Linked DNA regions of Mus musculus: regions 1, 2, 4, 5 and 6 are each linked to region 3. Evidence: chromatin contacts called from public HiCAR-type, HiChIP or PLAC-seq and promoter capture Hi-C data. All regions are on one chromosome and are shown on one strand. The core of a region is the stretch at or near the end of the contact, and the rest is flanking DNA. Distances in the headings are between cores, read along the strand shown.

What was found. Promoter capture Hi-C pulls out the DNA fragments that hold promoters and counts their contacts. HiCAR-type assays count read pairs that join an accessible place to other places. HiChIP or PLAC-seq counts read pairs in DNA pulled down with a chosen protein or histone mark. Capture Hi-C pulls out chosen DNA fragments and counts their contacts.
Region 1: an H3K27ac HiChIP or PLAC-seq map of thymic regulatory T cells shows a contact between it and region 3, with 6 times the contacts expected there. The contact joins the promoter of Grk4 here to the promoter of Uvssa in region 3. A contact is called at or near these places in 3 of 39 promoter capture datasets (liver and pre-B cells), 2 of 484 Hi-C or Micro-C datasets (CD4 T cells and cardiomyocytes), 3 of 115 datasets of contacts at active chromatin or transcription factors (astrocytes, double positive thymocytes and thymic regulatory T cells) and 2 of 9 other capture datasets (adipose tissue and liver).
Region 2: a contact with region 3 is called in an H3K27ac HiChIP or PLAC-seq map of regulatory T cell precursor, with 8 times the contacts expected there. The contact joins the promoter of Slc4a1ap here to the promoter of Uvssa in region 3. A contact is called at or near these places in 2 of 39 promoter capture datasets (liver and pre-B cells), 1 of 484 Hi-C or Micro-C datasets (B cells), 2 of 115 datasets of contacts at active chromatin or transcription factors (astrocytes and regulatory T cell precursor) and 1 of 9 other capture datasets (liver).
Region 4: a promoter capture Hi-C map of liver shows a contact between it and region 3, with 3 times the contacts expected there. The contact joins the promoter of Lrpap1 here to the promoter of Uvssa in region 3. A contact is called at or near these places in 1 of 39 promoter capture datasets (pre-B cells), 1 of 484 Hi-C or Micro-C datasets (CD4 T cells) and 2 of 9 other capture datasets (adipose tissue and liver).
Region 5: a contact with region 3 is called in a promoter capture Hi-C map of liver, with 2.2 times the contacts expected there. The contact joins the promoter of Tnip2 here to the promoter of Uvssa in region 3. A contact is called at or near these places in 2 of 39 promoter capture datasets (liver and pre-B cells) and 1 of 484 Hi-C or Micro-C datasets (B cells).
Region 6: a HiCAR-type map of astrocytes shows a contact between it and region 3, with 2.5 times the contacts expected there. The contact joins the promoter of Mrpl33 here to the promoter of Uvssa in region 3. A contact is called at or near these places in 1 of 39 promoter capture datasets (liver) and 1 of 115 datasets of contacts at active chromatin or transcription factors (astrocytes).

The regions. Positions count from the first base shown.
Region 1 is chr5:34,659,011-34,662,810 of GRCm38.p6, forward strand. It overlaps Grk4 (G protein-coupled receptor kinase 4), which reads left to right and starts at 1,369. Exons shown (of 16, transcript NM_019497.2): 1 at 1,369-1,994. The coding sequence starts at 1,943. Nop14 (NOP14 nucleolar protein) reads right to left here and starts at 1,138. Exons shown (of 18, transcript NM_029278.2): 1 at 841-1,138. The coding sequence starts at 1,035.
Region 2 is chr5:31,524,858-31,528,546 of GRCm38.p6, forward strand. It overlaps Slc4a1ap (solute carrier family 4 (anion exchanger), member 1, adaptor protein), which reads left to right and starts at 2,138. Exons shown (of 14, transcript NM_001347328.1): 1 at 2,138-2,827; 2 at 3,186-3,381. The coding sequence starts at 2,165. Supt7l (SPT7-like, STAGA complex gamma subunit) reads right to left here and starts at 1,905. Exons shown (of 5, transcript NM_028150.2): 1 at 1,758-1,905.
Region 3 is chr5:33,376,525-33,380,354 of GRCm38.p6, forward strand. Uvssa (UV stimulated scaffold protein A) reads left to right here and starts at 2,172. Exons shown (of 14, transcript NM_001081101.2): 1 at 2,172-2,478; 2 at 2,702-2,801. The coding sequence starts at 2,704.
Region 4 is chr5:35,104,152-35,107,753 of GRCm38.p6, forward strand. Lrpap1 (low density lipoprotein receptor-related protein associated protein 1) reads right to left here and starts at 1,548. Exons shown (of 8, transcript NM_013587.3): 1 at 1,328-1,548. The coding sequence starts at 1,540.
Region 5 is chr5:34,511,933-34,515,326 of GRCm38.p6, forward strand. It overlaps Tnip2 (TNFAIP3 interacting protein 2), which reads right to left and starts at 2,047. Exons shown (of 6, transcript NM_139064.2): 1 at 1,687-2,047. The coding sequence starts at 1,965.
Region 6 is chr5:31,612,214-31,615,695 of GRCm38.p6, forward strand. It overlaps Mrpl33 (mitochondrial ribosomal protein L33), which reads left to right and starts at 1,738. Exons shown (of 4, transcript NM_025796.3): 1 at 1,738-1,809; 2 at 2,390-2,408. The coding sequence starts at 1,788. The region is part of intron 2 of Gm38424 (a long non-coding RNA gene); the gene reads left to right.

The DNA of each region.
Region 1 (3,800 bases), core at 119-2,618, 1.3 Mb after region 3:
CGGCACTCACAAACTTTTATTTTTTAAAGTCAAACGAACGTCAGCAGTTACATAGAGAATGCCATTTGTTGAACTGGTTTTGAAAGGAAGGTACAATATACTCTTGAGATGGGGCCATAAGAACAAGGATGGAAGCTATGAGGTTATCCCCAAAAGGTACTATTCCAGTGACTTCCCAAGGGACAAGCTCATGAAATTCAGAGGAAGGACAATTTCCAAACATTCAAAGAGCATACTCTGTAAACCCTATCCACGGGACGAATACTGTCATGGTCAAAGCATACAGAGCAGTGGTACAGGGCAGCTCAGAGCTCAGAAGAGATTGACTCTTAGGCCCTAAAAGCTCCAAGAAGAGTCAAGAAGAATGTATACCTGGAAGATCCCAAGGAGGAAGGGTTTCCAGAGGAAGCGCATTCGATATCAAGCAAAGGAGAGGCAGTGTTATGCCTCAGTCCTGATCGTTTTGCTGGCTAGTTTAAGGCAAACTTGACACAAAGTATAGTCATCAGAAAGAAGGGAATTTCAATTGGAAAAAAATACTTTCATAAGACCGGGCTGCAAGCAAGCCCAAAGAGCATTTTACTAATTAGTGATTGACCGCGGAGGGCCCACCTATGTGCTAGCAGCGGTCCTAGGTTCTTTAAGAAAGCAGGCTAAGCAAGCTATAGAGAGCAAGCCAGTAAGCAGCACCCCTCATGACTTCTACATCAGCTCCTGCCTCTAATTTCCTCAATGATGGAAATATATAAGTGTAAGCCAAATAAATCTTTTTCTCCCCAAATGGCTTTCACTAGCCACTGGGCATAGTACGCAGAACCTGGGTAGAGCCTATCCCCTCACCTTCCTGATGGCACGAGCGCGGGACACCCCGGGCAGGCCCACATCGTGGCGCGTCTTCCTGCCAAGGATCTGGAACTTCTGCCGGTTGACTTTCACTTCAAATGGGTTTGGGTTAGTTTTCGCCGGGCCTCCGGACGCCCCTGCGGGCGCTTTGTGGACCTGCCTCCGCGCCCCAGTCCGCTTGGCTTTCCCCATGACATTCACTCCGCCACACTTTGGACGACAGTGCGTACAGACCAAGCAGTTCAAGAAACTCGTGCATAGGATGCTGATGTAAAACCACGCCCAGCTTCGTCTCGCGATGAGTGCGTCAGCTTCCCGTATTTCGCGAGAAGTACACAAGTCCTGGATGACACTAAACAGGCACTACAGTTTACTGGATTAAAGACTACAACTCCCAGGAGGCCACACTTCCTCGACTTCCTGGCGCTGGGCCTTATGGGATCTGTAGTGTCCCGAGAGCCGCCACAGTATCCTCAGACGCCGCCCCGAGGGGAGCTCTCGGGCTCCCTCTGGAGGAAAACCGTTAGCCGGGGCCCAGCTGTCTTGCGAGTTAACTGGCGGCTGCGGCTGCCGCTGCTGGAGCTGTCGCCGTCGCCGCTGGAGACCGCTCTCGAGTTTGTAAGCTCCTCGGTAGGGTAGGGCGCGGCGAAGGTTGAGTGCTGCCCAGGACCCGGCGCTGAGGAGAGAGTTACGCGCCCTGGGCCTGGGCGATGATGCTGAGAGGAGCTCGAGCTACCGCGCGCCGGCGCCGATAGCGGAAGCCCCTTGCCGGGACAGCAACAGAGCTGGAACCCGTAGCGAGCCTACCCGTGTCCCATCTCCGCGGCGACCGCGACGGCGACAGCGACGGCGACGACGGCAGCGCTCCTGTTGGCAGTTGTGGCGACCCCGGAGGAGGCGGAGGAAGAAGCGACAGAGACGGTCGCTGTCGCGGAGGGCCACCGTCCAGAAGCCGCGTTCCTCAAAGGACAAGGGATGCCCCGAGGCTTCTGCCGCGGGTTTAGGATCTCCTTCCCCGCAGCCTTCCCCGTCTCCATTGCCTCGACTCCGAAAAGTTCGACGTCGGAAACCGCGGCAGCGACGGCGCAGGACAGCGATCATGGAACTCGAGAACTTCGTGGCCAACAATCTGTTGCTGAAGGCCCGTCTAGGTGGGTGCACCCCGGGCTCCCCGTCTCCCCGAAGGTAGCGCCTCCTAGGAACTTTAACCTTGGAGAGAATCCTGATTCCTTGGTACCTTATTGTCTAATAAGGGAGTTTTGATTCTACTGGAACCAATTCTGGATTGGAGCTGCAGCTTAGCGGGTGTCAGTCAGTGATCCTGGGCTAACTTTTGTTGTTTTGAAACAGTAGCGCTAGCCTAACAGGCACAAGGGGCTGATTGAGTTCCATCTCACTCTCAGCGCTGCTAATCTGAAAGACAGAGTATGGAAAGTTATGCATTGCACACTTTCTAGGATTACCCAGGCAAAGGTTCCATGGGAAGTAGACGCTATTAAGAAGCTTCAGTGTGTTCACCTCACAGAATGTGAAGTATATTCTTTGAGAAAAACCAGTGAGTAACAGATGTTTTTGATTTTTCTTTTTGTTCCTTTTAAAAATTGATTTTAGCCGGGCAGTGGTGGCGCATGGTGGCACACGCCTTTAATCCCAGCACTCGGGAGGCAGAGGCAGGTGGATTTCTGAGTTGGAATCCAGCCTGGTCTACAAAGTGAGTTCCAGGACAACCAGGGCGACACAGAGAAACATTGTCTCGAAAAACCAACCAACCAACCAAACAAACAAAAAACCCCACAAGTCCATTTACGTTCCAAGTGATTTTCAGGAAGAAGAATCTTAATTGGACAATATAACTATTTTCAATATGGGAAGCCCTAACAAGAAACATTGTCAGAAATTTCTTATAGTGAGTGGTGTCCAGAATTGAATACCAAACTAAGGGCTTTGAAACCCCTGTGAGCAAGGAGCAGAGAGAGGAGGCTTGAAGCAGGAAGATCCTCTGTGCAATGGCAGTCTAGGCTCCATAGTCTGCGAACTATGGAGTAGACTATGAGTTCTACTATAGTAGAACTATGGAGACTAGAGCTATCATCAAAGAAACAAACAAATGAAAGAAAAGACATTACTCTGTCAGTATTTTTGAATTAATACTATTATTCAAAATAATACTGTTTTGAGGGGCTGGCAAGATGGCTCAGTGGTTAAGAGTGCTGACTGCTCAACCATCCGTAATGAGATCTGACGCCCTCTTCTGGTGTGCCTGAAGACAGTTACAGTGTACTTAACGTAGAATAATAAATAAATCAATAAATCTTCTGGCCAGATCGAGGGGGTTCAATTTCCAACAACCACATGATGGCTCACAACCATCTGTACACCTAGTGTACTCATATACATAAAATAAATATTTTTTTTAAATCCCCTTCAAGGACTAATTGGAATTTGGAGTGAGAAACAACATGAACAGTCGAATGTTCTACTGAAAGAGAAGCAAGTGCATACTTCTGAGTCTTTCCTAACTGCCTTAAGAGAAAACCAAGACCTGGTTCTCTTCCCACTCATTCTTACTTTTTCTATTCAAAACAGTATTTTTTTAAAGTTTTTATTTATTATATGTAAGTACACTGTAGCTGTCCACAGATACTCCAAAAGAGGGCATTAGATTTCGTTACGGATGGTTGTGAGCCACCATGTGGTTGCTGGGATTTGAATTCGGGACCTTCGGTAGAGCAGTGAGTGCTCTTAACTGCTGAGCCACCTCTCCATTCCCTTGAAGGGATTTCTTTTTTTTTTTTTAAGATTTATTTATTTTTATTATATGTAAGTACACTGTAGCTGTCTTCAGACACTCCAGAAGAGGGAGTCAGATCTCATTACGAGTGGTTGTGAGCCACCATGTGGTTGCTGGGATTTGAACTCCGGACCTTCGGAAGAGCAGTCGGGTGCTCTTACCCACT
Region 2 (3,689 bases), core at 888-3,387, 1.9 Mb before region 3:
TTTGTGGTTGCATGGGGTCACCACAACATGAGGAACTACATTAAAGGGTCAGACCTTTAGGAAGGTTGAGAACTGCTATTCCAGTCTTTTTCAGAATCTGATCTACACTTGGCCCTGCTGCTAGACTTTCTTCCTTTCTCTGTCTGTCTCTCTTTGTGTGTCTCTGTCTCTCATTCTCTCAATGCTGAAGATTTAACACATCCTACAAAAGTATTTTTATTACTGAGCTACACTTCCAAGCTTTTTTGTTTGTTTCTTTTGCTTGGAAAAAGTCAGAATTCTGTGGCTTAGCATTCAATAAAAGCTTACTAAGCGTCTTTAATTCACGTCTCCAGGTTTACTGCCTATATGTCTCCTCAGGTCCAACAAACATCAAATGAATACATTGTGTGACGGTGTAAGATCTTTGTCCTGAGGGAATAACAGAAGCAAAATACTGCAGTATAGCAGCAGCTGGCACTGCTACTTTAAAGGCGTGAGTTCAGTGTCCTGCAGGCAAGTGAGGGGCTTCCTGGACAAAATGAATGCCCTCAGCTCTAACAATATACTACTCAGTTCCTTTCTTTCTCTTTCTTTCTTTTCTTTTTTTTTTTTTTTTACATTTACTTATTTTGGGTATGTGTGCATGAAAAAATCACAAGACAACTTGTGAGAGGCAGTTCTCTCCTTTCACCATGTGGGTTCCATGGATTGAACTCGGGCATTCGGACTTGGCAGCAAGTGCCTTTTACCTACTAAGCCATCTAACTGGCCCCTCAGCTTATTTCCTTTGCTAAGATTGTATTTTTAAATTATTAATTTCGAGACAGGGTTTCCCTTTGAGGCCTTGGCTATCCTGGAACTTGCTCTGTAGACCAGGCAGGCTATGCATTCACAGACATTCGTTTTTGTTGTCTGTTGGGGGTTGAGTATATGCTTGTGTGTTCCATGTGTATGCAGGTGCCAAGGATATCTGAAGAGGGCATCAGATCCTTCTGGAGCTCAAATTAGAGGTGGTTGTGAACTCCCCTGATGTGGGTACTGGAAATGGAGCTCAGATCCACCGAAGAGCAGCACACAGAACCATCTCTCCAGCTCCACCACTCAGCTTCTCAAGAACATGAGATATTTTTATAATTGACCCTTTGAGTTGTGACCTCTGCCAGGAACCCTCTACATCTTTATCAGACTTGAATTTGTTCTTTAGGATCCCTGAAATCACCATTCCCCCCAACAGATCTCCTTTCTTTGTATATTTACATGAATTTGCTTTTATCCCTGAACCTTAACTTTAGTTGACTTATTCATCTGTATTCTCCCACTTGTTATGGCTGCCATCTTGGTATAGTTTCAGGCCTCTGTCAAAGAGTTATAATATTAACTATGGCTTAGTTCAATTTTCCATAAATTTTATGACAAATTAACACTACTATTTCCAATTTTTCAGATGTGGAAGCTGTTGTCCAGGGTCATGCCAACATCATAAATACAAAGAGTAAAAAAGAAAAGAGGTTTCGATGCTCAGGTTTGTTAAGCCACTAAACATGCTATCTCAATATTTTGTTCCGAGTAATAAAAGAATGAACAATAATAAATTGCTTCTTTACTAACTTCATAAAAGGAATAAATTCGAGAGCTGCAGATAGGGACTCCTTGCTCCGGATCTGGAGGCTTAGGCTTAGGCGCCGACCACAGGATCCTGGGAAGTCTGATTTACAAGGCAGCAGGAAAATGGGTGGCTCTGGACCGGAACCAGAAAATAAAGTTCAAATACTCACCGCCCTGCCCCAGGAGTGGTATACGCGGCTGCCTGACTCTGACAGGTCGGAGTCGAGGACTAGGTCAAGCCTAGGAGCCTTGTTTATTGATTAATGGACCAAGGCCACGGAAGCACTTCTTCCCAATCGCCCTCTGCCACAGGAAGTTATTACTAGCCTACATGCAACGCCTAAAATGTCCGTATCCTGCACAGCACTCTGAGAGCCTCTCCCCGCTTTCTGGTATTGTGACTCCCTAGTGCTATTCACATCTTTAAAACTCTGCGAGTCTTGAAAGAGGAACTCCAACATTTCTGTCCAGAGAAGCCTCAGGGAGGTGGGAAGGAGGAGGAGAAGTGAGCGGGAACGTAGAGAGCGAGGGGTCGGGGTTTCCGAGGGACACATTTTGAGATTGCACCCGGCTAAGGATGGCTGATCCTACCCCTCAGCTAGATGCGCCAGCTCCCCAGGAAGTCAGTAGCGAGTTTAAGAAGCCGGTTTTACCAGTGCCTTCCGCAGTACGGGGTAAGGCTCCGGCCTCCAGTCCCTCCGTTTCTGAGGATGTGAAGAAAGAATGTCTCGCGGCGCAGCTGGACTCTGGATGTGAGGAGCCCGAGGTCCCGCCACCGCAGCCGGACAGCCAGGAGACCGGGGGTCCACCGGTGGAGCAACTCCGCTCCCCGCGGGTAGCTCCTGCGTCTGGCGGTCCGACCCGGGCTCCTCCGTACCGAGAGCCATCGTGGGGCAGCCCAGCCACGGCCCCCTACAGTCTCGAAACCCTGAAGGGTGGCACCATCCTTGGCACCCGCACCTTGAAAGACACGAGCTGCTGCTTTTTCGGGAGACTTGCTAGTTGTGACATATGTCTGGAGCATCCTTCCGTGTCTCGGTACCATGCTGTACTACAGCACCGGGGGGCGGATCCCAGCGGAGACTCTGAGGGTCATGAGCAGGGCTTTTATCTCTACGATCTGGGAAGTACCCACGGCACGTTCCTCAACAAAACTCGCATCCCACCCCGCACTTACTGTAGAGTCCACGTCGGGCATGTAATGCGCTTTGGAGGCAGCACTCGGCTCTTTATCCTTCAGGTAGGTAGAAAAATCTAAAATAAAAATCTTGGGACTTCACTGTTTTTGGTTTTTCAAGACAGGGCTTCTCTATGTAGCCCTGGCTGTCCTGGAACTCTCTCTGTAGACCAGGCTGGCCTCGAACTCAGAAATCCGCCTGCCTCTGCCTCCCGAGTGCTGGGATTAAAGGCGTGCACCGCCACGCCCGGCGATTCTGAGTTTCTTTAAGGTTTAGTTGAGTAAAAGGATTCTGGTAACCAATGACAAAAGCACAGGCCTCATTCTGGACCCACAGGTCTGTGTACGTTGCTGTGTCTCAGAAAGTAATTTTCTCACTTCTGAATCCATATATGTATATATTTTACCCATGATTCATTAGGGACCAGAGGAAGACCGAGAGGCAGAATCTGAATTAACAGTAACACAGTTGAAGGAATTGCGTAAACAGCAGCAGATATTATTGGAGAAGAAGATGTTAGGTGAAGACTCAGATGAAGAAGAAGAAGCAAATACCACTGAAGGGAAGAGCAGTAGAAGTGGTCAAGATGATGAGCTGGGCTGCACGTGGGGAATGGGTAAGAAACTACTACTGAAGGTGGCACCCTCAAGTGCTTTTGATCATACAGCTCAGAAGGCCTACAGCTGAAGTAGGGTAAATGTAATTTGCAAGCCCAGGGTCATTAACTTTAGTGAGTAAAAGTGTTGAATTATGGGCATTATACATACACCTCTTTCTCACCGTGTAATTTGCTTATTGCGTTTATCATTTAAACACACACACACACACACACAGAAAGAGAGAGAGAGAGAGAGAGAGAGAGAGCTTTCTGAGTGCTAATTATCACCTGGAGGGCATGGAAAAATTTACTTCATTTCTTTGGCT
Region 3 (3,830 bases), core at 922-3,421:
TCTATGTTGCTCTGACTGTCCAGAACTCATTCTGTAGACCAGGCTGGCCTCAAACTCACAGAGATCTACCTGCCTCTGCCTCCTGAATGCTGGGATCAAAGGCATGTGCCACCACACCTGGCCTGTCTTTGCAATCTTAGGAGTGATGACCCACTTTTCTGCAGGATCAAATCTAGGGCCTCACACAAGCTGTGTAAATGCTGTCAGTAAGCCATTCTCTGCCCTGTTGCATCTAATTAATTTTTTTACTTTAGGGGTTCTGTTGATGATAGTGGTATGTTCTGAGAAATGGGTCATTAGGCAGTTACATCGTTATGTGACCATAGTATGTACTTAAACATCTGCTATATCATTAGGTGTCGAATTTGGTTTGACATCAACTGAAATGACATCATATACTATGTGACTGTTTATCACAATATACCTTCAAGTAGTATACCGATTTATGTAAGAATACAACTCTTGGAACATATATTACCATTTCCTCCCTCCATATCACTTGAGTAGCTGTTGTCATAATTTTTTCCTCAATATTGAACTTCAAAATCTATTGAACTGTGGCTTATAAAAGAGATTTGCAATCCTTTCATCAGCTTTATTGTTTACAGTTCTTGAGTTGCTCAGAGTCTGGATCTGCTCTCGTTTCCTTCCCAGGACTCCCTGAGAAGTGCTGGCAGGCCACTTCTTGCTCCTGTCTGCAGCAAGCTCAACTTTTGACGGACCCCCCCCACCCCCCCCCGCCCCGCCGCACATATGTACAAGCCTGGCTTGACACAACCTTTTCTTGTACTTCTTTAAAAGACATTTTCCAACTCCTGAGATCACACAGCTGCTAAGCCTGGCAACTTCCGTTTGAGTAGTGGAACCCACATGGTGGAGAGAACCACCTCTCAGAAATTGTCCTGATCATACTAGGGAGGGTCCCACCTTCTAACCCCCCAATAAAAAAAAATGTAATAATATCTTAAAGACATTTCATTCTCTTTAAATTTTGGGGGTGGGATGGGTGGGGGCAATCTGTGCATGTAAAATGAGAAACTACAGTCCACGATCAATCTCACGAGTGTATGAGGACTGGGACCTGCCAAGAGGTGGTGGGAAGAGCTCAGATTCCAAACATCACAAGTTGAGTTGCCAGATCCTCACATATTGAACACAACACAAATGAACGGGGGAGGGGGGGGGAGGGGACGGACGTGTCGGGGGAGTCCAGTTGACTTTGTTCACTGACCCGGATTCAGGGAAGGGTAGGTAAGTGGGTGGGACAGTAGGCACACCATGCTTTTAACAGTCTAGTCCAGAAGCTCAAGACCGTCCTGCAGGACACACAAACTGGCTGAATGCCCGCTCTATGGGTGCAGACCCGAACCCCAAACCGGATACACAGGGAGACCGGTGTATGCTTCTCCTTTGCTAAGCGAAGCAGGAGCTGACAGCGGAAAGGCAGAGCGAGTTGTGAGCCGGCTAAGGCGGCAGTATCCGGGGTCTGTGCGTTCAAGAGTTGGGCTGAAGCAGCGTGAGGTTGGTAGAGGCCAGAGTCCTGAACACTGTGAAGCTGTAGGAAGGGAGCAAGCAGCTCTAGCCGAGAGCTGACATATCTTCTACAATCATCTACGTTGAGACTGAACTGACATTTTAAAACATCCAATCAGTGCAACCACCACTACCCCAGGGCAGCCTTGCAACGGTGCCTCCCACCATAGCCTGTCCTGGGGTGGACAACTGACCCGGTCAGGGAGGCGGGCCGACCCTTCCCAACCGGACTTGCGCCCAGATTCCCTTCTGAGCTTTCTTAGCAGATATACAGAGGCTGTACATAGGCCGCGAGCCTCCTGGTGGCCAGAGAACTGATCCCCAGATCAAAACTTCTTTCTGCACCTCAGTCTCATACTCCTGACCCAAAGCCACCGCCCCTTTAAGAACTTGCCGGGCCCTCCCGCCTCCTTTTTCTCGCGCTTAGTTCTTCTCGATCTGCCCCGCCCCCTGGAGGAGCGTTGCGTCACCGCGTTGCCGCGTCCTCGCGCCTGCGCTGTGGAGCCGCTCCAGGCAAATGACGGAGACGGGTGGCTGCCTCATCTGAAAGGGACTGGACCAGAGCGGGCGCGTCGCGGTGACTTCCGCTCCTGCGCCGCGGGTCTTCGCGAGTGTGTGCCCGCTGCTCTCTGGGGCCTGTAACAGAGAGAGCTCTGTCTACACCGGAAGGGGTGGGCGAAACAAGCTGCTGCATCCTGCGGGCCGTGTCACCGGGGCTGAGGGACGCTGGTACTACGTCTCCTGAGGCAGCGAGTGCGGCGGACTGAGGGTCGTGGCTGGTCAGATTCTCGGCCCGCAGGGTCGGATCAGTCGCCCCCGCAGTTGTCCAGAGACTGTCGCTTGCAGAGAGCGAGTTTCTTGTGCGGCCAGTTTGCTTAAAATTTAGTGACATTTCCCCTTAGCCCGCGGTAACGTCACCCACACAGCTGACCGAAGACTGCCGGAGTTAGTCTCATCTTTAAAACCTTAGCTAATTATCACCGAAGGGCTTGATGGCCTTCCGTGGGAATGTGGTGGCTAGCCTTCTTCGCCTGGGAGACAACCTACAGAGACACCCTAGGGCCTTTGCCGTAATCCCCAGTATTTGGAGTCCCCCATAAACTTAAAACTAAGACCGTGAAGTATTTATTGTATGTTAACTCAGCATCTCCGCGTCCCTTGTTTCTAGATATGGATCAGAAACTTTCACAGTTGATAGAGGAGCTCACAACTTCAGGAGAATCCCAACTCAATGCTCAGAAAATGAAGGAACTGAAGAAAATTTGCAAGTATGTATTGAGGCTAAATGTGCCAATGTCCCCTGAGCACCCACACCGTGGAGATTGTGGACCCTCTGCCCTCTTGTACACCTCTGCCACCTCCTGCATTCACTACCTAGGAAGGAATTATCTGATCACCAGGGCATGGTGGCATTTGCCTGTTGTGAGGTAGAGTTGGGAGTAGCATGAGTTCCCCGCAGCTTGGGCTACATAGTAAGGCCTTGTCTCAGGAACCACTAAAGGATTTCTGGGGCTGTAATCCTGGTGTACCTGGGTCCAGAATGTCGCGCAAACTCTGAACTTGGTGCCTCTGACGATTTCTGTAAGGTATAAAGCTATCACACTATGTCAGTAAAAGTAGATCCTCTTCTTTTCCGTTGGAGTAAAGAGTTCATGATTGGGTCAGTGGCTCTGGCCTCCCCACCCCCGCCCCACCCCCAGGGATGCTCAGGAGCCCCAAGCATGCTGTCCCCAAGCAAACTGTACCACTGAGCTACCTATTATTATCATCATCATCATCATTATTATTATTATTATTATTATTATTATTATTTCTCCTTCTCCTCCTCCTCTCCCTCCTCCTCCTCCTCCTCCTCCTCCTCCTCCTCCTCCTCCTTCTTCTTCTTCTTCTTCTCTCTCTCTCTCTCTCTCTCTCTCTCTCTCTCTCTCTGACAGATTCTCATGTAGCCCAGGTTAACCTCTTTACTATGTAGCTAAGGCTGGCTGTGAATTTCTGATCTTCCTGCTTCCACTTAAGTGTTCCTTTGGGGTCATAGGCATGTACCATCATAGAACCCAATATTTTTTTAAAAGATTCATTTATTTTTATACATAAGTACACTGTAGTTGTCTTCAGACACCAGAAGAGGACGTCAGATCTTATAACAGATGGTTGTGATCCGCCATGTGGTGGCAGAGATTTGAACTCAGAACCTCAGAAGAGTGGTCAGTGTTCTTACCCGCTGAGCCATCTCTCCAGCCCGGACCCAATCTTTAAAGTAGTCGTTCTCATCCTTATTAATCCCTCGGAAGGAAGCA
Region 4 (3,602 bases), core at 298-2,797, 1.7 Mb after region 3:
AGTGAGGATGAAAGTCACCTGGATGTGCATGTGGAGGACTGGGGGCCACCTTCTGAGTGAAAGAGACCCCAGGATCTACGGACAGCAGACCACATTTCCCCAACAGTCTTCGACGGTACCTGCTAATGTCTTCGTGGCCCCATCCTCATCTTACTGGGTAATCCCAGGTGAAGCACACTCATCCCGTGGGCACACCCCTGGAGATGGCGGTCAGGGACAGCCAGCCTTTTACCCTAGATGGTTCCCACTGCTCCCATGCTCTTCACACAGCCACTCCCAGCTCTGCTCCCGGACCCTTCCCCCAGAAAGCTGAACTGCTTTTCCAGGCCACAGGGCTGTCCTAAACCTTTGCAGGCTGGACACTTGTCCCCCTCTTGCAGCAGTCTCTCAAAGACACTGGCTGGCCACTAAGCTGTCTGTGAGGCACCACTCCCCTTCCCCAGAAGCCAACCTCCCAACTACCTCTCCATCCAAAGTCTCCAGGGCCAAAGTTCTACACGGTTTTATTTTAAAAAATCACTTAGTTTGCAAATTATTTACTCTCCCCTCAAACTCAGGAATGTTTAAGCTGGAGGGCTAAAGGGCAACCCTCTGCAAGCTCTAGAGGAAGATAGTGTGGCTCTGAAAGAATACTTAAACAAAAGCCCAAGTCCTAGCCTAGGACTGTAATCTGGGAGGGGACCCAAGTTCCAGGCCAGCCCTCAGGCTCTGGATATCTCCATTTCAAAAGGAAGAGAGATTAGCATAGCTACTAAATCTAACTTCAGCATTCCCCAGACAGGGTGTAGTGTTTACCTATACTAAGGAATTCCAATCCCCTAAGGAACTGCTTTACCCAAATTAACCAGCTCCATTAGCAACTGGGGCTTCTGCAATCTCCATACAGTCTTATCTCAGGGCACCGTTTTTTTTTTTCTTTCATTGGAGTAAATACAGATAAAGAAAAGACTTCCAAGTCTGGCCCCATGTAGAAAGTGCCCCCCCTCCCCTCTACCTCCATCTGAATTGGCTCTTTGGAAAATTAGCTTTTTGGGCAGAGGTGTCCACAGCTAGGAAGGGTGGGTGTCACTCATTCTTTAGGGTCCCTAATTGCACTAAAGGCAACCACAGGCCCTTGACACCAGCACCAAGTTCCTTTAGGGCCTATGGGTCTCTTATTACAAGTGAGGTCAAGATGGCCCACCTGACATTTAAAGGGGGGCTGTACAAAGGGTAGGCCGTTCCCCGTCCCAGAGGTTATGTTGGCCTCTCAATCAGGGCCCTGCTCTCCTTCGCTCACACGCAGCACCTCGCCCCCATCCCCGCGCGTCTCCCTGGCCCCGCTCACCCGCTTGGCCTTCTCCCATAGCTGGTTCAGCTTCTCCATGCGGAACTCCTCCCCGGACTCGCGCTTGGCGGCCATCTCCGGCTCGTTCTTCTCTCGCGAGTACTTGCCGCCATGGCCTGCTATGGGCTGGGGCACAAGCATCAGCGGCAGCAACAACAGCACTAGCAGTTGGAGCCGGGGCAGCGTAGAGACCCTCTCTCTTCGAGGCGCCATCTTCCTCTGAAGCGCTAGCAGACTGACAGGACTGGGTCTTGTAGGACCGCCCATCTGTAGCCCCGCCCATCAACCGGTCTCCGCGAGGCCCCGCCTCCCTTCTCAATCCGATCCCGCCCACCCCAGGCCCCGCCCATATGACTGCCCACTTTTCGGTCTCTGGCTCCGCCCTGCCCAACACCAGCAAAGAGCAATTATCCCAAGGTATTTTCACGCTGGGGCTGCAAAATTCAGAGCTCACTAGCGGGGCTGTAAGGAGAAGCAGCTGGGAAAGCGCACTTATGCACCGCCCCACTCCTCGTAATCACACAAGAAGTGCGGCGGAAGATGATTTTGCCATTAAACCCGGGAGCAGCTATCTCAGCTCCGTCTTTGGGACACATCCCAGACACTTCCCCTCCGGGGTTTCTGTTTGGAAGGCTTTGTGCACTTGCCTAGTCTCTGCACCTGCAGCCCTGGAGAAAATCCAATGGACATAGTGAGGCCCAGCAAGCCTGTTGGGGACATGGCCTGGCCTGGTGACAACCTGGTGCTCGAGGAACCCAGGAGTCTGGTACAGGCACCAGCAGTTTGGGCCCAGGAGGGACAGGCAGAAGAGTCGTCTGGTAAGGATGACCAGTGTCTTAGTCAGGGTTTCTATTCCTGCACAAACATCATGATCAAGAAGCAAGTTAGGGAGGAAAGGGTTTATTCGGCTTACACTTCCATGCTGCTGTTCATCACCAAGGAAGTCAGGACTGGAACTCAAGCAGGTCAGGAAGCAGGAGCCGAGCAGAGGCCATGGAGGGATGTTCCTTACTGGCTTGCTTCCCCTGGCTTGCTCAGCCTGCTCTCTTATAGAACCAAGACTGCCAGCCCAGAGATGGTACCAATCACAAGGGGACCTCCCCACTTGATCACTAATTGAGAAAATGCCTTACAGTTGGATCTTGTGGAGGCATTTCCCCAACTGAAGCTCCTTTCTCTGTGATAACTCCAGCTGTGTCAAGTTGACACAAAACTAACCAGTACAACCAGAAAGGGTCTCCAATAGGGAGATACATGGAGGACAAGGGTAGGGGATATTTGGGGGGAGTGGTGCTTTTTTCTTTTTTTAATAGTTTTAAGCTGTATTTTGTGTTTCCACAAAAAGGGTTCAGTATATCTGGAACCCTGGTGGTTTGCAGACGTTAGCACCTGTTTTCTGAGATCTATTTTTGGTTTGGTTTGGTTAGCTCTGGTTATCCTGGCATTCACTATATAGACCAAACTAGCCTCAAACTCAGAGATTTGTATGCCTCTGCCTCCCAGATACTGGGATTAAAGGTGTGCACCACTTTGCCCGGCCTAAAATGTCTCCTTTTCAGATAGGAGAGAGGGTTTTGTTTTTGTTTGGGGGTTTTTGTTGTTATTTTGGCTTTGTCTGGTTGTTTAGATCAAACAGGATCTTACTCAGTAGCTCTGGAACTCAACTATGTAGATCAGGCTCACCTTGAACTCTCAAAGAGATCTATCTACCTGATGCTATCTTCCAATTGTCTGAGATCTTTTTTGTTGTTGTTGTTTGTTTTTGTTGTTGTTGTTTTGAGACAGTGTTTCTCTGTGTAGCCCTGGCTGTCCTGGAACTCACTCTATAGACCAGGCTGGTCTTGAACTCAGAAATCCGCCTGCCTCTGCCTCCCAAGTGCTGGCATTAAAGGCCTGTGCCACCACCGCCCGGCTTGTCTGAGATCTTAAGGGCAGTTGCTTCATTTATTTTCTCCGGTTTCAGATAACAATGTGAAGCTGGTCCCTAGTCACCTATCTTCTCCAGGAGCACAGTCTCCCAGCTGCATGGCAGTCAGTGTTTAATGCACTAGCCTTGTTTATGTGCTCAGATCAGTCTCACTGTAACAAGCCTAGCAATTCATGAAGGCCCCGGACAGACCGGACGTTTTGACCCTTCTCCAGTCTTCTGGTGGATGCACTCCAGGTGTGAGTTGGAGCCAGGCTTCCTCCCCTTCACTACAGGTTCCAAGACTGCCTCCCACAGGCAGAGGTGGTTGGAGCCCTGTTGCCTCTGCTCAGGGTTCACTACCTGCAT
Region 5 (3,394 bases), core at 797-3,296, 1.1 Mb after region 3:
AAGACAGCTATGGACCAAATGGAATAAAATGCCAGCATCCCTCCAAATGCCGGACAAGGTTGTCAGGTTTAGAAATAATTGCTCCAGTAAAGTATTATTACTCATTTCAGTTTTGTGTGCTTATGATATCTCACAGGAACCAAATGATACCAAATGACAAGGAGAGCCAAATAAGAATTCACATATTATCAGACTGGCACCTGTCACTTCTTCCCACATAATACTAAAATGCCACCAACCAAAACCATGGGTCTTCTTTCTCAGAGCACCATCCTTAGGAGCCCTATGCATCTCTCAGGCCCCTGGCACCCTCCTCAAGATTCAGAACCCCACATTCCACAGAAGACCTCCCTAACACAGAACCCAAGAACCAAGACCTATACTGCCTCCTCATACCCAACACACACACACTGGAACCTGAACACAGTCCTCAAAGGGCAATGCCTGTCAGGATATCCTTGAGACCCTTTTGGCCCCATGCTTCGCTCATGTCCTTTAGAGCCTCTAGTGTCTGTCCCACAGAACCCTGAACACCACCCCTCCTCAGAATTCCATCTTAGTCAAGCCTGGTGCCCCCACTGTTGTTGCTTGAATGAGAATGCCCCCACAGGTTCATATATTTGCATTTTTTCATCATCAGATAGTAGCACAATTTGAGAAGGAATAGGACATGTGGCCTTGTTGGAGGAACTGTGTCACTAGGGATGGGCTTTGAGGTTTCAAAAGCCCGCACCAGGCCTAGTGGACGTCTCTCTGCCAGTGGATCAGGATGTAGCTCTCAGCTACTTCTCCAGCACCAAGCTTGCCTGCAAGCTACCATACTCCCCACCATGATGATAATGGACTGACCCTCTGAAACTGTAAGCCAGCCCTCAATTAAATACTTTCTTTTATAAGAGTTGCCTTAGTCATGGTATCTCTTTAACGCAAATAAGGCAGTGATTAAAACAGCTACACACCCCTTTGGGACTAATATAATAATATTACTAATAATATGAGTACATATTGGAGAAGCTTACTACCAACAGAACCACGTGTTCGAGGCTACCTCAGAACATTATGCCCCACAAGATCCCTGCACTCCAGGATCCCTCACATTCCGCAGAACCCTGTCCCCCACAAAACTTCATGAGTAAGTTTCCCACAGCAGTACCCCTCAAAGTCGAGAGACCCAGGGGGTCTGTCCCAAATTAACCTCTATTACAAGTCCCTCAGAAGTGCTCATAACCTCAGCAGGACGTCAGGACTTGGTACTCCTCAAACAGTCACACCCCTACCACCCTGTTGCTCACCAGAACCCCGAGCCCCAGAGACTCCTGCTCACCTCTGGCATATCCCCTGAGCCTACGAATGAATCCCGAACTGCTCAATACCCTGAACTACCCAGACTCTTACCTTCAGACCCTAATCCAACAGGATTACCTGCGCCTCTGATCCCCACGCCCTTCAGACCCTGAAACCTCAGGACCCACTAGTCTCAGGATCTCGTATCCCTCATAACCCAGCTCCTTTCAAACCCCAGCGCACCCCTAAACCACTATGCTCAGACCTCGAGCTCTTCAGACCCGCACCTCGAGCTTCATATCCTCGCGACCCTCAAGACCTCGCGCATCTCTGGACTCCACGTCACTCGCTCCAACAAGTTCCCCAGGCCGCCTTGCGCAGCAGCTCCCGCCCGCCCCGCACCTGCCGCAGCTGGGTCTCCGAAGCGCCTTCCTCCTGTCGTCGCAGCTGCTCACGGAAGCGCTCCACCTGATCCAGAAGTGCGTCCACGAGTGACGGCGCCGTGTGCCCTTCCAGAGCCGCGAGGCGGGTGCGGAGGCTCGCGATGAGGGCGTCACGCGCGGCCAGCTGATCCTTCAGGCGCTGTAGTTGCTGGCCGGCCTCGTGGTACAGGCCACAGAGCGCTGCGGCCGCACGCGGGGCCCCGTCCTGTCTACCAGACCTTGGGTCCCCAGACGACATGGCTGTAGGCCTTCCGTGGGGACTTGGGCGTCTCCAACTTCTCCACACAGGGGGAGCGAAAACCAGCCTTCCCGGAACGTTTCCCGCCCCGCCCACTCCCAGAGCCTAATCCGCCCCCGCCCACAGCTGGCTCCGCCTCGTCCATGGCCCGGAGTCTGACTCCGCCCCGCCTACAGCTGGCTCCGCCTCTCCCACTGCCGGGAGTCTGACTCCGTCCCCTCCCACAGCTGGTCCCTCCTACTCTATGATCTCACTTTCTCTTGACACACCAGCTCCATTCTAGGTGCTGTCTGCTCTATTCCCTGCGTCTGAGGAATTTTCCTGGAGTCAGACCCCATCTGCGACCAGGGTTTGGGGTTAGGTATCCTCTGGTACAGCAGCTGAAGAAAAGCAAATAAATCAAAGGACTTCAAACATGGGACGTAGAGTGTGGTCAGGTTTCATTGGCTGGGCTCCTTCCTCTTCCGGGACTTGACATGCGTTTCTTCATAGAGGGACACTGACCCAGAAAGGTGTTCCCATCCAGAGTACATGATGGAGCCCAGAGCCAGCCACCAAACCCCAGCATGCCCCTAAATTCGCGTTAGGATGGCCTTAGCGCTAGAAGCTGTTCTAGCAGAAGACAAGAGGGTGCCCACCCTTTCCTTCCCACAGTTTCCATATGAACACTGTTTTTCCACTGGGAAGTCTCTCCTCCGTGAGAATCTTTCAATGGCTCATTGCTAAGATCTCATGGAGGTCCCCTCCCTATGTGAGGATGTGTGTCTCCTTTTCTGCTCAGTCTTCTACTCTCAATACCCTGTCTGCTCACAGGCAAGCTCTGGTTGAGCCTGCAGGAACACACTCACTTGCAAGTATAAAACTATAAGCAAAGCCAGACCTCGCCAAGAATGTATGGGATGGATACTGGGAGTCACAGACCTGGCTCACTTATGTTCAGTTCCTTCTTAGCCCTTCCAGCCCAAAACTTCTGCTCAGAAAAGATGGGTCACAGTTGCTTCCTTCCCTACCTGGTAGGGGTGTTGTGGAACTAGAGAATGAGTGCGTATTTCTTTTCTATTAGTGTGACAAAATGCCAGGACCAAGGCAGCGTATAGAAGAAGCATTACTTGGGATAAAGGGTCAGATGTTTAAAGCTGATAGCTCACATCTTGATTACAAATCAGGAAGCAGAGGGCAAGCTGAAACCTCAGAATCTCTCTGCCCATAATGGCACAGCTCTTCCAACAGGCCATACTTTGAAATCCTTTCTAACCTTACATGAGTCACCAACTGGGGACCAAGTATCCAAACATGAGTCTATGGGAGCTGTTCTCATCCAAACTTCCATGATTAAATGATTGTCCAGCACAGTCATTGCTATGGTCATGCAGGGTCATCTTGATTGACTGAGGCAGTTGTGGGATGAAGGGGAAGTGGGTGTGGGAGT
Region 6 (3,482 bases), core at 488-2,987, 1.8 Mb before region 3:
CAAAGGCTGTACTTGTTCTCCTTACCTAACTAACTGCACCTTTCCTTTCTGGCTGCCTTTGCTGCTCTGCACTTTATAAGGCATAGAGGGCTAAGTTCAGGTGGAAAGAAAAACTAAATCTGGAATTACATCTGTATCAGTAACATCTTAATCAAGTCACCAGCTGCCAGCACTGTGTTAGGTGTAAATAACAGGCAGATGTACCTAATGGGAGGAGAAAGTAATTGCCTCCTTCACACTCCATTCAAGCATTCAAGAGACATGGTATCTTTTTTGTGTTCCTGTGTTATATGTGTGTACATGTGAACTGGCACACATGAACATATGTGCATGTGTGGAGGACAGGCCAATGTTGCTTTCTCTCTACCCTATTTAATTTTTTTGGAGATAGGATCTTTACTGAACCTGGAACTCTCTGATTTAGCTAGACTAGCACTAAGTACATGCCTGCCATATTTGAAAATTTAAAATATGACCTCCAGATTTTGAAGATTTGGATTCAAGACCTAGACTTTCCACTAATAACTGGAACAGCCTTGGCCAAGTTAGTTATTCTTATCCTTGGATTCCTCACATGGAAATGGAAATACAGCATTGCTGAGAAGATCACTTAAGACAACAACAACAACAACAACAACAACAACAACAACAACAACAACAGGCCAGAGAGGATTGCTTAGCCACTATGAATATTTGTTGCTCTTGTATGGGAGTAGGGTTTGCTTTCCAGTACCCACATGGTGGCTCACAACTATCATAACACTCTGGTTCCAGATTTGAAGCATGATGCTAAACTTCTCAGGTACCAGGCACACAAGTGGTACACAAATATACAAGCAAGCAAAACACTCAGGCGTAAAAATAAATTATAATATAGGGAGAGTCATTATAAACACACAAATTAAGCAAAACAACAGCAAAAATAATAAAATCCTGATTATTAATTGGGAGATGAAGTTACCAGTGAGGTCCCTGGTGGTGGAGTTAGGACTTCTTGCACAGGCATAAAAATATTGCTGGGCAAATGGTAGATCAGAGTACAATATCCAGAGACTACCCCACCCGGGGATCCATCCCATAATCAGCCATCAAACCCAGACACTATTGCATATGCCAGAAAGATTTTGCTGAAGGGACCCTGGTATAGCTGTCTCGTATGAGGCTATGCCAGTGCCTGGCAAATACAGAAGTGGATGCTCATAGTCATCTATAAGATGGAACATAGGGCCCCCAATGGAGAAGCTAGAGAAAGCACCCAAGGAGCTGAAGGGGTCTGCAACCCTATAGGTGGAACAACACTATGAACTAACCAGTACCCCCAGAGCTCGTATCTCTAGCTGCATATGTATCAGAAGATGGCCTAGTCGGCCATCACTGGGAAGAGAGGCCCCTTGGTATTGCAAACTTTATATGCCCCAGTACAGGGTGGGTAGGGGAGCATATAGGGAACTTTCGGGCTAGCATTTGAAATGTATATAAAGAAAATATATAATAAAATTAAAAAAAAAAAAAGATAGATCAGTGTCTCTTGGGAAAGGCTACATGTTTTGGAGCCAGGCAGATCTGGGTATTGTGATATTTGGCAGTATTATCTTTTGTATGGAGGGGGGGTCCTTCCCATAATACCACAAAATTCACTACCAATAAATCACTGAGTCAGAGACTGCCCGAACTTCAGGGGAGGGCGTGGCTTCTGTCCACTTCCTGAGCCTTCTACCGGAACCCGCGCATGCCCCGGAAGTAGTCGTTGAGCTCTTTAGGCGGGTCTCGGTGAGAATCGGTGGACCATGCTGCTCTCCGCTGTCTCTTGTAAGTCGGTCTGAGGCGGCGGCAGGGCCTGCGGCGTGGAGCCGAGGCGGTGACCCGCAGGTCCCGAGGTGGAGCCCGGAGGGGTGGAGGACCTGGCGCGGCGGCTGCCACCCCGCGGCGCGCCTCCGGGTCTGGTGAGAAGGCGGCGGGAGCCCCGTCGCCCTCTGCAGGGGTGTCCGAAGAATGTCTACTGGCCGCTGTGGTATTACCCCGCTGCCTGGCTCCTGGCTGACATCCTGATTAGAGTTAGCATCTCAGGCGACTTTGCTGCAGTCTGTAAAGTTCAAACAAGAGCTGTGTTGCAGTACAAATATTTACACTATAGAAGGGTGGGGATAGAGCAGATATTACTTAGAACGATGTTAAGATGGCAGACAACTGTTGATTATACCAAGACAACAACAACAACAAAACATTCATAATTGTGTGGGCCAGACTCACACCAGGAAAAAGTTATTTTAGTGTAAAGTGGGGAATACTTTTAAAGTGTTTTTGGTTACAACTAATGTTGATAAGCACTTCGAATGAAAAAAATAACAACCTTATCTTTTTTCTTTCTTCCAACCTTTACACACACAAGTTGCCAAGAGCAAGTCAAAGTAAGTAAGGTTTTTGTTTTATTGGCCCAGTGTTTGGGTTTGATCTCCCAAGAGTTGATCTGGGGTTATTTATTTGGTTAATTATTTTGTTGATGTGAGCACCTTGGGGGAAAAGTCCTTTGATGGTGCTACCATTGACAGTTCGATCCTGGGTTGCAGATACATAAGCTGAGAATGCATCTGATATACCAAAACCACAGATCATGTCGCTTAGCAACCCTGCTTCCTCTTCCCTTTGTGGCTGGTAGGAAGCCGAGGTACCCGTTACTAACTGGGGAAGAGAGCACAGTGGGAAATGTGGCCTCTTGCAAAGCAGTGCATTTGCACTGGGTAAACTGAGGATGTAAGTTGAGGACTGTGCTGTCTCCCTTCTGTCCCAGGGAGTATTCACAGCCTTTGTGTAAAGGAACTTTGCTTCTGGTCTCACCTCAGAATCTATTAGTTCATTGCTTTGCTCCTAAAGCAAGCATCAGGCTGGTGATCTGTTTGGCTCTACCTAACCAGAGCCATTTGCCTGAGTCTTCTGCAGGAATCTACAGATGAGCTCTGATTTGATGGAAACCTAGAGCCTGTTTATAGAAGTCAGTCCAAGCACTAGAAAGATTGCAGAGCTAAGCGTTAGGCAGCTGGAACTGAGAGGCTAGACCTGTGCCTTGCCTATGGGCCAGTCCATCTGTTCCATAATTTCAGCCCTAGGAGGCACAGACTTAGTGTCTTGTAGGGCTCCTCACAGAGTAAGTACCCCATAGAGACTTGTTGAATCCGTGTGACTGAATGGATAATTATGTTAATTATATAACCCTCTCTCCCCTCCAGTACTGGGCATTGAACCTAGGCCCATGCTGGGCACAAGCTCTCTTCCTGAATTCTGTTCAGCCTCATATTTGTTTTTCTAAGTTTTCAGACTCAATGAGTTGCCCAGGTTGGCCTTGAACTTGTGAACTTCCTGCTCCAGCCTCCTAAGTGGTTAGGGTTATTGGCCTGTACCACCATACCTAGCATCATTGTCTTTCTTGTTCCATCAACAAATACTGTAGTCTTCAGGGGCATTGTTTGAGGAGTAATGTGGCCTTC